Regions from separate parts of the Mus musculus genome. Here region 1 is linked to region 2. A link is a contact called in public HiChIP or PLAC-seq data. All regions are on one chromosome and are shown on one strand. The core of a region is the stretch at or near the end of the contact, and the rest is flanking DNA. Distances in the headings are between cores, read along the strand shown.

Region 1 (5,495 bases), core at 2,789-5,288, 360 kb before region 2:
GAGTGTGCTTGCTTCTAGCAGGCTATGTGATGTCCAGGCTGAAATATAAGAGAATGCTTTATGGTAAAGCACACCTTAACTTTGTTCATAGTCTTCTTTAGTTTGGTTGATTTTGTTTCAATATAGTCTCATATATCCCAGAGCACCCTTTAATGTACTAACAAGCTTGAACTTTTGATCCTGCCACTTCTCTGTCACAGGCACTGAGGTTACAGATGTGTGCTCCCTTGCCTGGTTTATGAGAGCTGGAGAACTAACACAGGGGTTTGTACATGGGAGGCATGATGTAGCTGACCTACATCATTGTCTTTATTCTTTATGAAAGTATAGCTTTTTAAAACCCACTCTTCTGCTAAGAGTGAAGAATTGACCATCTGATCATGTGGTTTTCAAATACGTTTACCCTCTGAGCCAGTTTGGCAGGACACAATGTTCCCAGATTATTAATCCAGTGGTCACTTGTCACAACAAAGAGGAAAAAAATAAATGGGTTTGTTAAAGGAAAATGTTGCTTCTTTCAATTGGATCGTAGGAAGAATGATGATTAAAACATAGTTAATGTGTTTTGTGAAACAAAATGTAGATTATAATATCATAAAAGATTGATGGCAATAATTTGTGTGTAGGTAGCATACCAAATTTTAGTTTTCAAGAAGATTTTATAGCATTTTTTTCTGCTTTGTCTTTCTGTGCATGTACATGTGCATGCATTCATATGTGTGTGCAAGCACACACACACACACACACACACACACACACACACACACACACACACACACACGGAGGTCAGAGGACAATTTTCATGGGTTGCTTCTCTCTTTCTATCATGTTGGTTCTTGGGATCCAATTCAGGTTTCCACCAGGTTTGTATCAAGAACCTCTTTACCCACTGAGCCATCTTATTATTAATGCAAGTATAGCTATACTTACATTAAATTTTATTTTATAAGAAAATAGGGTATTATATTTTATTAGGTAAGAAACGTGAAGCTGAGTTAGAGAGGTAGAGTTATATCAAGATTCCTGCTGTAGGATGATAATGAGTTCCAGTCTAGGCTGGACAGTGCAGAAGAATTCTACCAAATAAACAAAGCAAAACTAAGATCCACTTTCCTGTATATTTAAAAATGCTTTGTCTATCAAGCCTTGTTGCATTAGTTCTTCATACCAAGTATTTGTCTTCAGGCCACTTATATTAAACCCCAAGGCTCTGGCTATGTAGCCAAGGATGGCTTTGAACTACTGGTCCCTTGCTCAATACATCCCAAGTTTTCAAACTGCAAGTATATAGCACTAGTTTTATACAGTGCTAAGGAATCAAATGCAGAGTATCAAGTACAATATACAAGCACTCCCCCAACTGAGCAACATCCCCATTCTCAGGAATGATAGTCTGTACATTCCCTGGTCCTGAACTATTCTCAGACATTGACCACTGTGGATATTAGCATATGAGTACAGCTGAGAGGAGAGCCAGAAGACGGCTATGGGCTAAACACACATTCACAGATCTGAATGACTCTTAACATTTTCAGTGTATATGGTCCATTTTTTTGATGGTATGTTTATATAATTAAAAGGCTCTCATTCAGAATGAAACCTGAAATTACTCCTTGGTCAGTCAAGCATGCTAACATTCCTCTTCCTCTTTTGTAGACCTCAGAAAAGGTCTGTATTTGGCTCTTTCCTTTGTGCCAGGGCAGGAAAGATTAAAAAAGAAGTTAGCTCAGAGTGGGTTCAGATTTTTGCCAGAGCCTCTTGTTTGTCACTCTCTAAGGTATGCCTCATAGCTTTTGGTGGCCAAAAGCCAAAAGCATTTTCTTGTTCTAAATACCAGCTCACAAGAGTGAAGGGTAGGAAGTTAATGGTGACCCCATTGTAGGTTTTGTGTGGATGGAGGATTGTATTACATTTGAAATGCATTAGCGGCTACACACATCCACTTGTTCACAGGGCAAGTGAAAATTAAAGAGGACATCAGCTCTAAGGCATTCAAAACTGCATAGCACCCGGGGCTTCTTGTATTATAACAGCATCGATAAAAAAAGACATAATTCTCATAACCACTGTTTAGAAATTGGATCCTTTAGGGCAGAGGAAAGATAGGCAGTGCTTGGGAGTGGGATTTAAAAGGAGGGTTGGGGCTGGCATGGAGAAGAGGCTGTGCTTTCTGCTTTGAATTTTGGCTCCAGTCTGATCTGAGGTCTGGATTCTCTCCTTCACTGCCACTGTTAGGCACTGTGATTTAATGCTTGTGTGGTTTCATGGCCTCCCAGGAATACCAGAATAATATCTCCCCCTGTTGAAGGCCAGCAGGATTTGTTGAGTAAGAGTACGGAGGGGTCAGATCCAGAGCCCAGGAATATGAGCTTTGGTTGCTGGCATTCTGAAGTCTGAGGATGCAGAGCTGGAAGCCGAATGCGCTCCTGGAGCCTTCCCGTTGACGGCTCTGACCTCTTCAGCCGAGCCTCGGGGCTCTCTACCAAGTGGCCTGAAGACAAGCATCTTGGTATTAGAAACCAATGGTCCTTCCCTAATGGACTATTAACACAAAGGGATGCCTGCCATTTGGGGTCTTCAGTGAAGGTTCACTGGGAAATGCTTGTTAAGCTTTCTATAAAGAGAAATCTGGAAATGAAAACATTTTAAAAATGCCCCCTCCCTCCCAAATAACAGGTCTCTGTCTCCCACCAATGTGTTTTATGGACAATGGTTGAGGAGCTTCTTATCTGATTATGTGAGAATAGGATTTTTTAAAAAATCCCCTCTAGGGAAAAATGTTTTCCAAATCACCATCTGCTTACCCTCCTTTCTGTGTTTGCTGCTCTTTGATAGGATGTCAGCCAGCTCCGACAGGAGGGCAGGGGCTCAGAGGCAGGGAGGAGTTTGACAACCATCACAGACCTAGGACAAATGAAGGTGCGTCCTAGGCCGAGAGCCAACCGATTTCCAGTGATTTTATGTGGGCAACTCACAAATAGGACGCGAGTTACTTTCTACCCACCACCTTCAAGATATATATCTAAAAGGTTATTTTTCTTGTCCCCAGATCAAAGCCAGTTCAAGATGAAAACTCATTGCCCCTTTCTTTTCTTCCAAACACAACTTCATGAATGGAGTGATTCAAAAACAAATCAATTCTGTTTGGGTTTTAGGACCGAACAAGAAATGCTGAGCGAGGAAAAGGCATTTGCTAAATGCACCAGCACCAGGAGGAAGGTCAATTTAAAATCGTGTTTGACTGTTGGAGTTTACTTTAAAAAATTTAAGTACCATTACTGGAGACAAAATATTGCATATGTGCATTAGCTCTTGGCTAGACAGCCAGTACTCATGTACACAGTCTAATTTTTATATATAAATGGATGCGCTACAAATCAGGACTTCCGGATCTTAACTGTGGCCCCAGTGCTGCTCAGAAACTGTTATTCATCTGGTTTCCCCCACCCCTGCCTCCTCTCCTCTGCCTAATGGGGCCTGGGCTACTTTGAACAATTCCTTTTCAGGGCTGCTTTAGCGGTTGACTTCTTCCCCGGGGATGTCTTTCTTCTAAGCCAGACCTTCCATGAAGGCCTTTCCAGGTTTGCAGGGTCCCCAGACCTAAAAAAAAGTCGGTTTGTTTGGCTGCCTGGCTTCATCGTGTTTGGATCTTTGCCAGGTACCTGCTGTCTTCTTGTGCTGCTGGACTGAACCATCTTAGCTTGGGTAAGGCTGTTTTCTAGGATTCATGAACCTCTTGGCGAGGTAGGCTCAGGATGTCAGCCAGCTCTAATAGGAGGGCAGGGGCAGGATACAGCTCTGTTCAAGTGAGATCCACAGGGTGTGCCAAAGCCTGTGTTGGGAGCTGACTCTGTCTCCATGCAGGCAATTTGCAGAATGTAGCTGAGCTGCTGGCTGATGACCGGTTTTATCTCTGGCATCTCCTCTGGCTTCATGTATATGGAATTCCCCTTTTCTAAGTGCATACTTTAAACGTCGTGTCTGCCTTTCATACCCAACTGACCACCTCATTCATCTCACATAGCTACATTTCTGTAGCATGAGTTGTCCGTTGGATTCCTCTGACTTTCCGTCGTCAAGGCCTTACACGGATCTCAAGATTTCCATCCTTCTCTCTTTCTCTAAGGGTAGACATTCCATATGATTAATCAGTAGGAAATCTTGAGGATTTATTTCATTTCTGTATTTAAACAGTCCGCCCTGAAATATACATTTGTTTTGGTAGCTTTCTTCATCACTGTACCAGAACACTCGGCAGACTCGCTTAAGGAAGTGTCTTAGACAGGGTTTCTATTCCTGCACAAACATCATGACCAAGAAGCAAGATGGGGAGGAAAGGGTTTATTCAGCTTACACTTCCATACTGCTGTTCATCACCAAAAGATGCAGGACTGGAACTCAAGCAGGTCAGAAAGCAGGAGCTGATGCAGAAGCCATGGAGGGATGTTCTTTACTGGCTTGCTGCTGCTGGTTTGCTCAGCCTGCTCTCTTATAGAGCCAAGACTACCAGCCCAAAGATGGTCCCACCCACAAGGGGCTTGATCCCTAATTGATCCCCCTTGATCACTAATTGAGAAAATGCCTTACAGTTGGATCTCATGGAGGCATTTCCTCAACTGAAGCTCCTTTCTCTGGGATAACTCCAGCTGTGTCAAGTTGACACAAAACCAGCCAGTACAGGAAGGAAGTGGTTCTTTTGGCTCACAGTTCTAGGATGCGGCCCATAACTGCCACAGACACAGGACATCTAGAGCTCCAGAAAAACCCTGTCTCAACAACCACAAAGATGGCCCATCACAAAACCTCAATCCCACGCACTCTCCAAGGCAACAACTGCCTGTTCATAATTCTCTTGGTCTCATCTACTTGCATGGCAGGTGATAATCCAGCTTTATCTTTTTATCTCCCTTTTTACAAAGTCCCTTCTTCATTGTGTCCACCCTGATTTAGTGGACAGCATTATAATGCATCATTGAAATCTTAGTGGTATCTTCCCTTTCTTTTACATTGTCACTGGGTACCATGCTCCAAAGTACTCCAGACTCTTCCTACCTTCTGTTTTGTTTATTTCTGCCCCTGCATGGGGCTCCATCTTAGCCCCAGGCTAACCAGCCCATAGCTATAGAATATCTCACCCCATAAGTTGTCCTCCACAATGTCATGACATTTTGTTGTTGTTGTTAAACTTGGTTGGTGTACTATTATTTCTTCATGCTGAAGAATACCTGTATCCCTCTATCAAAAGCGTCTACCTGGACACATTTTAAACCTTTGCTTATGTGTGTGTGGGTGGAGGTGGGGACAGGGGGTGGGGGTAGGTTGCATGCTCAGGTGCTCATGTATGCACATGTGGAAGCCACGCACATGTTGTTTCTGAAGAGCTGTTCACATTATTTTCTCAGGGTTTCTCATTGGCCTGGAGCTCAGAGTAGGCTAGACCGGCTGCCTAGTGAGAGCCCCATGATCTGCCTGTCTCCGTATCCCCAGCATTGGGA
Region 2 (5,471 bases), core at 1,081-3,580:
AGAGACTGAGAACAGAGGGTGACTGTAGAAACACTGGGGCGCCTTCAGCAGCAGCTTTGACAAAGTGATTTGTGGATTTTGAGGACTTGGAGGTTTCACTTAGCTAAACAAATTACTCCGTAGGCCACAGTGAGTGCAGAGATCCCCAGAAGATAGCATCCACTGCCACACAGGGAAGGAAAGGGGATTTATTTTTGGCACTGAGGATTGATTGAATCCAGAACTTTCTACACTCTAGGCAAGTCATCTACCCTTGAGCTATATCTGCATCCCCCTTTTTAAGCCTTTTGAGTCATGGTCTAGTTACTAAATTACCCAGAATGATCTTAGAATCACTCTGCAGTCCAGGTAAGCTTTGGATTTGTGTGCAGGCCCCTGAATAGCTGGGATTGATTGCAGGCCTGGACCACTAAGTTTAGCTATGTCACTATTTCTAATTAACCAAGAGTACAGCTCAATCTGCCTGTCTTTTGTTTGTGCACACATTCACACTGGCTAGATGACCCTTGCCACCCAACGGTTTCTGTGAATAGGGACCCGGAGACCTCTGTTTCTCAGTGGGCACCACTGACAAATGGGGCAGGACCCACTTTACTAGGTAATTCTCAACTAAGAATTAAATGAAGATCTACCTGTGGGAAACTCCGTACTTCCAGTAGTCACTGATAACTCAGGGTGTCATCCCATAGTCACTGTAATAGGCCAGTAAAACCCCCTCCCCATATACACACACATGCACACACAATTCCTAGTTCCCAGGGATACATATTCATCTGACATATATACTTATAGACAGACCTAAAATCTAGAAGAACCTTTATAACTCTAAGATTCTAAGATGAATGTTTGGGGCACTCAGCTCTAAACATATCCTGTTTCTCAGAGTAGGGATCTTGGTCCAGGGTCTTGTTATTTAGAAAAGAAAGAGAAGATGCTCTTCTGTCGATGCCAGCAAGAAAGCTGTTATTATTTTCCAAAAACCAAATGGTGCTCCACTGGGAGTTTCCACAATAAACACACATTAATAGAGCTGGAAAATGTTGTTGTAAGAAATTATTACCCTGTGCTCTTCCAGTCTTAGCTTTTTTAGTCCTGAAACACTCCTAGATGACAGGTACTGTATGTATCCCCAGATAAAAAGCAGAGGCACAGAAAGGTCCCCTGGGCCAGGCAGACTCTTCTAGGAGGCTTGCAGAAAGGGGCAGCCCAGCCTCCAGGCTCCAAGTTCTCCAACTGCCTACCATGCTTTCTCTGGGTATGATCTGCTATTCTGTCTCCCTTCCATCATCTACCTCTGTATGTGTGTGCATGCATGCGAGCTGTGTGGAGGGTATTGATGCATGCCCATGTGTGTGTGGTGGCCCGAGAAGGCTGTTTTAAGTGTCTTATTCTATCACCATAACACCTTATTCTTCCAAAACAGGATCTCTCACTGAACCTAGGGCTAGCTAGAAGCCGACAAATGCCAACAATCCTCTGGTCTCAGCCCTACGCAGCGCTGAGGTTATAGGTATGTGCATGACCACGCCCAGCTTCTTACATAGGTGCTAGTAGGTGCTAGGATCCAACTCAGTTCTTTATGCTTGCCCAGCAAGCCACTAAGACATTTCTCCTCCCCCAACCCCACCCCCAGAGAAAGTTCTTCCCATCTTAACATTTGTATCGCAGAGTAAAGGGATGATAGGTTTCCCTTGAATTTGCCTACTGGTTGGAAATTTCTGTTCATGGTCTAGAAAAAAAGACAAAGAAGCTCAAGGAAGGGTGGTTAACTAAATGATTTTTTTCTTCGTTATAGATTATGACCTATAAATATTACCTAAATAAAGTACCTGTTCCTCCCCCAAGTTGTTTTTAATCAGATTATCTTATTATAGGAACAGAAAACTAAATAGAATAAAAGGGTTTCCATATTGTGTGTCTCCCCACATGCCTGGGACTTCTTCAGTGGTTTTATGTATACTTCTTCATGCCTGCACCAGCAGTCTGAGACCTCTATACATGTATGTATGTATGTATGTATGTATGTATGTATGTATGTATTTTTAAGTGTGCAGTCTTAACACTTTATATATACATTGTATGTATTTATATGTGTATGAAGTCATTGAACAAAATAATTTAGTTTTCATCTCTCAATCAATGATCTATTTCAACTGATTAATATTTAAGTAGACTATAACAGATTTAATTATACTCTTGTTTTATTGTGTTAGCATAGCATGGAAAACTCTCCTGTCTAAATATAGCCGAAAGCCACGTTCAGGGGAGCATATGAATCACACAGTTATTGGGTTTGAAAACAAATCACAAATTCCTGTGGTTTGTTAAAATGTGGAACACCCGACAAATGTAAAAATGGCGAAGTCATCACCACTCTTAGCACAGTGAAGGACCGAGCATGTCCACTGGTTTCTGTCTGGGCTTCCAGACTTTACATACACTTTGTATTTGAACGCACATACAAGCACGTGTGCACTCTTAAATTTGTATTATTTTCACATGTAATGATCATAAAATCTTTCCTGATCAATAAGTATAACTATTGCATAGTATTTTATAGCTGTAGTAAGTTTTCTGTGATTTGGCCTTTCTTCCACTTCTCTTTTTTTTTGTATTTTTTTTACCTTTTAATTTGTGTGTGTGTGTGTGTGTGTGTGTGTGTGTGTGTGTGTGTGTGTGAATAAGAGATGTTTTTCTGTGTATTCATGTGTGTATATGAGTGTGTTATCTGTTATCTGTCTCTCCGCCTTAGTTTTGAGTCAGTGTCTCTTAAAGAACCTGGAGCTCAGCAGTTGAGCGAAAGTCGATTTTAATCAGCTCTGAGCCTCCTAATACCCCCACCACTACCACCGAATACCTGTTTGTTTGTTTGTTGTTTGTTTTACATGGGTGACTCAAACCAACCTTGTTTTTATTTAGTCACTGATTATTTTTTCCCCCCAATTTGAGGCTAGCCCTCCCTGGCTCCTTCAGTATCCTCAGAAAACCATGAACTAGTTTTTACTATTTTCAAATAATCTGAACTATTTGATTTAAATATGTTTATTGTAAAGGCTTTCATATATACCAAAAAAAATTTGAGATGCATGTTTATCTTGGATTGAGACAAATGTAGTGAGAAATAGCATAAATATTGGGTCATCACATGTTAATTTGCATGCACGAGTTATTAACAAAGAGAACTCCAAAGTAAAGGAGCTCTTTTTTTTTTTTTTAACTCATTAGCGCTTGCTTATGAGAAAAGTTCTTCTAAGTCTTTACTTTTTCAAGATATTTAGCATCAAAGCCTTTATTCCCTTTCTAAAAATAAGAAGATCAATTAATTTTTAAAGCTTGTTTTAAACAAAGGTAGGATTCCTCGTCTACCTGTGACAGTTGTTGGCAGCTACCTTTTAATATAATGGATTATATGTATTTTAAGTTGCCTGATGCAAATCATTGCTTCTGACTCTTGGAGCTTTCCCCGCCTAACCAAGATGCCCTGAAAGTTCAGAAACGTCAGCCCTTCTCCAAGCCATTCTTCTCACTCGATGAGGCAGATTGTTTTCATACAATAGCTTGGGCCTTGTGGCCTAACAGTTTTACAAAATGCCTGCAAGGGTTTCACCAATGAGAGAGAAAAATGACTTCATGGCTTAAGTATGAACTTAAAAATACCCACTCTGTAGAAAATGGGACTGGAGATGTCTCTGACTTGCGTAACTCTCCTTCCTTCCTTCTTCCCTGACTTAAGTGCTATTATTACTTTGTTATCTGTTGTTTCTGTGACCTCAGCATCTATCCTCTTCCCCTCCGGAGCATCACTGCCTTGAAACTGGGTCAGCCATGTGCCCATACCACGTTAGCACACACCTGTCCCAGTTCCGCTCGCTCGGCATGCTAATGATCCAGTTAAGCCACGCACTTCTCCTTTTTAAAACTTCTTGGGCTTCGCACAAGATGTGTTTCCAATTGTGCAAACAAAATATAGAAAAATGCCTCTCCTTTTCTCTCACCATCCTCGACTCTCTCTGACTGAGGCCTTGGTCTTGAAAGCCCTTGCCATTTAACGATGATGAAGAGAGCTCCCACCCCACTCCACCCCAGTTCCTTGAATCTGAAACATTCATTTATCCTTCATTTATCCTCTGCATTCTCAGTCATGGTAGAAAAGCATATTGTTTTAAATTTGTTTCTACTAAACACATGAACAAATTGTATCATCAGAGTTAATAGTGTTGAGCATGGAACAGAGCAGAGAAAGAAATAGCTCCCAACATACAACATACAAACTAAACCTAACGGCACGATCCTTTTCCTGGTGTTAGGGGTGTGAAGGGTCCCTGCTGCAGGAGCCTCTCAGTATGAAGTCTCTGCTTGGATGGTGGCATTTATCTTTTCCTCTGATGCCCCTGAAGGCAACCGCCAGTGGCTTGCTGGTGACGTTGGCGTTTCCCACCCACTCACCCACTGGGCAGTGAATTAATTTCATCACTGAGGCTTTCACTAATGTTTTGCTGAGGACAAGCAGTGGCTCCTACCTGCACATGGATATTCAGCTTCTCACACACTCGGAAACTGCAACCACGCTGTCCTCGGGATGCAACACTCTTGTTCCTCATTGGGTCCATAACTTCTGACTGTAACCCTGAAATGCTCTGTTAATAATCTCATCATCCCAGAGCCTTGTTCTGAACCACAAAGAAACTAGAATGTGGTTTGTCTTGAGTTTTGGGATGGCGCCTTTATAAGACCCCAAAAGCTTATGTTCTTTACCCTCTGGTAGAAGTTTCAAGACTTTAAAGGCCCTCAGGGTGGTGGTGGCGCACGCCTTTAATCCCAGCATTCAGGAAGCAGAGGCAAGTGGATCTCTGTGAGTTCAAGGCCTGCTTAATCTACAGAGCAAGTTCTAGGATAGCTAGGGATTTAAAAAATAAATTAAGTAAATAAATCACAAGCTCTGTAACCACATTAGCAAATTAATCAAATCACAGTAAAAGGGTTTTCAAGAAAACAACCTTGAACTTGAAAAAACAAAACAAAACAAAAACCAACAAAATAAAACAAATAGTTTGAAGACCCCCCCCCCCAACCATCTTTCCAACATTTTGCAAACAGACTTGGCCTTTCATCAGGGTCTTTAGGGTCTTTAGGTCTCCTGATTCTAGATTTTTCTCCATCTTCTGCCGCCATCAGGAAGGATTCTGGACAGCAAACTTATCAAAGAGGTGGACTAAGCTTTTGCCACGGGAGTCCGGGCTTATACTAGAAGGGAGTCTCTAGCAAAGGAAAGCTTTAGAGAGGGATGGGGCAACTAACTGCCCTGCCCCTTATCCCTCAGAGGTTATTGCCATTCAGTGATGCTCATCCACTTAACAGATTCAATTAAAAAAAAAAAAAAGCTGTATTCTCAATTCTGAACTCTCCTCTCTGGAAAAGTGAGTCTAGCTTTTTAAAGTTCTTGTTCCACACTCATGGTATGTAAATTCAAC

Evidence for each region. HiChIP or PLAC-seq counts read pairs in DNA pulled down with a chosen protein or histone mark.
Region 1: a contact with region 2 is called in a CTCF HiChIP or PLAC-seq map of the NIH/3T3 cell line, with 5 read pairs. The contact joins two enhancer-like sites. A contact is called at or near these places in 1 of 15 datasets of contacts at CTCF or cohesin (the NIH/3T3 cell line) and 1 of 115 datasets of contacts at active chromatin or transcription factors (the NIH/3T3 cell line).

The regions. Positions count from the first base shown.
Region 1 is chr1:77,844,739-77,850,233 of GRCm38.p6, reverse strand. All of the region lies in intron 2 of Gm33083 (a long non-coding RNA gene), which reads left to right. The region is part of intron 2 of Gm33030 (a long non-coding RNA gene); the gene reads right to left. Among named protein-coding and RNA genes, the nearest start is that of Gm33030, 34 kb to the right of the region's middle. Within about 2 kb of position 4,038, at least 15 of the 459 cell types and tissues checked have an H3K27ac peak or open chromatin away from gene starts, as enhancers often do. A contact at or near this core is called in the NIH/3T3 cell line, where this site is marked.
Region 2 is chr1:77,486,445-77,491,915 of GRCm38.p6, reverse strand. The region is part of intron 3 of Epha4 (Eph receptor A4); the gene reads left to right. Among named protein-coding and RNA genes, the nearest start is that of Mir6352, 7.6 kb to the left of the region's middle. Within about 2 kb of position 2,330, at least 21 of the 459 cell types and tissues checked have an H3K27ac peak or open chromatin away from gene starts, as enhancers often do. A contact at or near this core is called in the NIH/3T3 cell line, where this site is marked.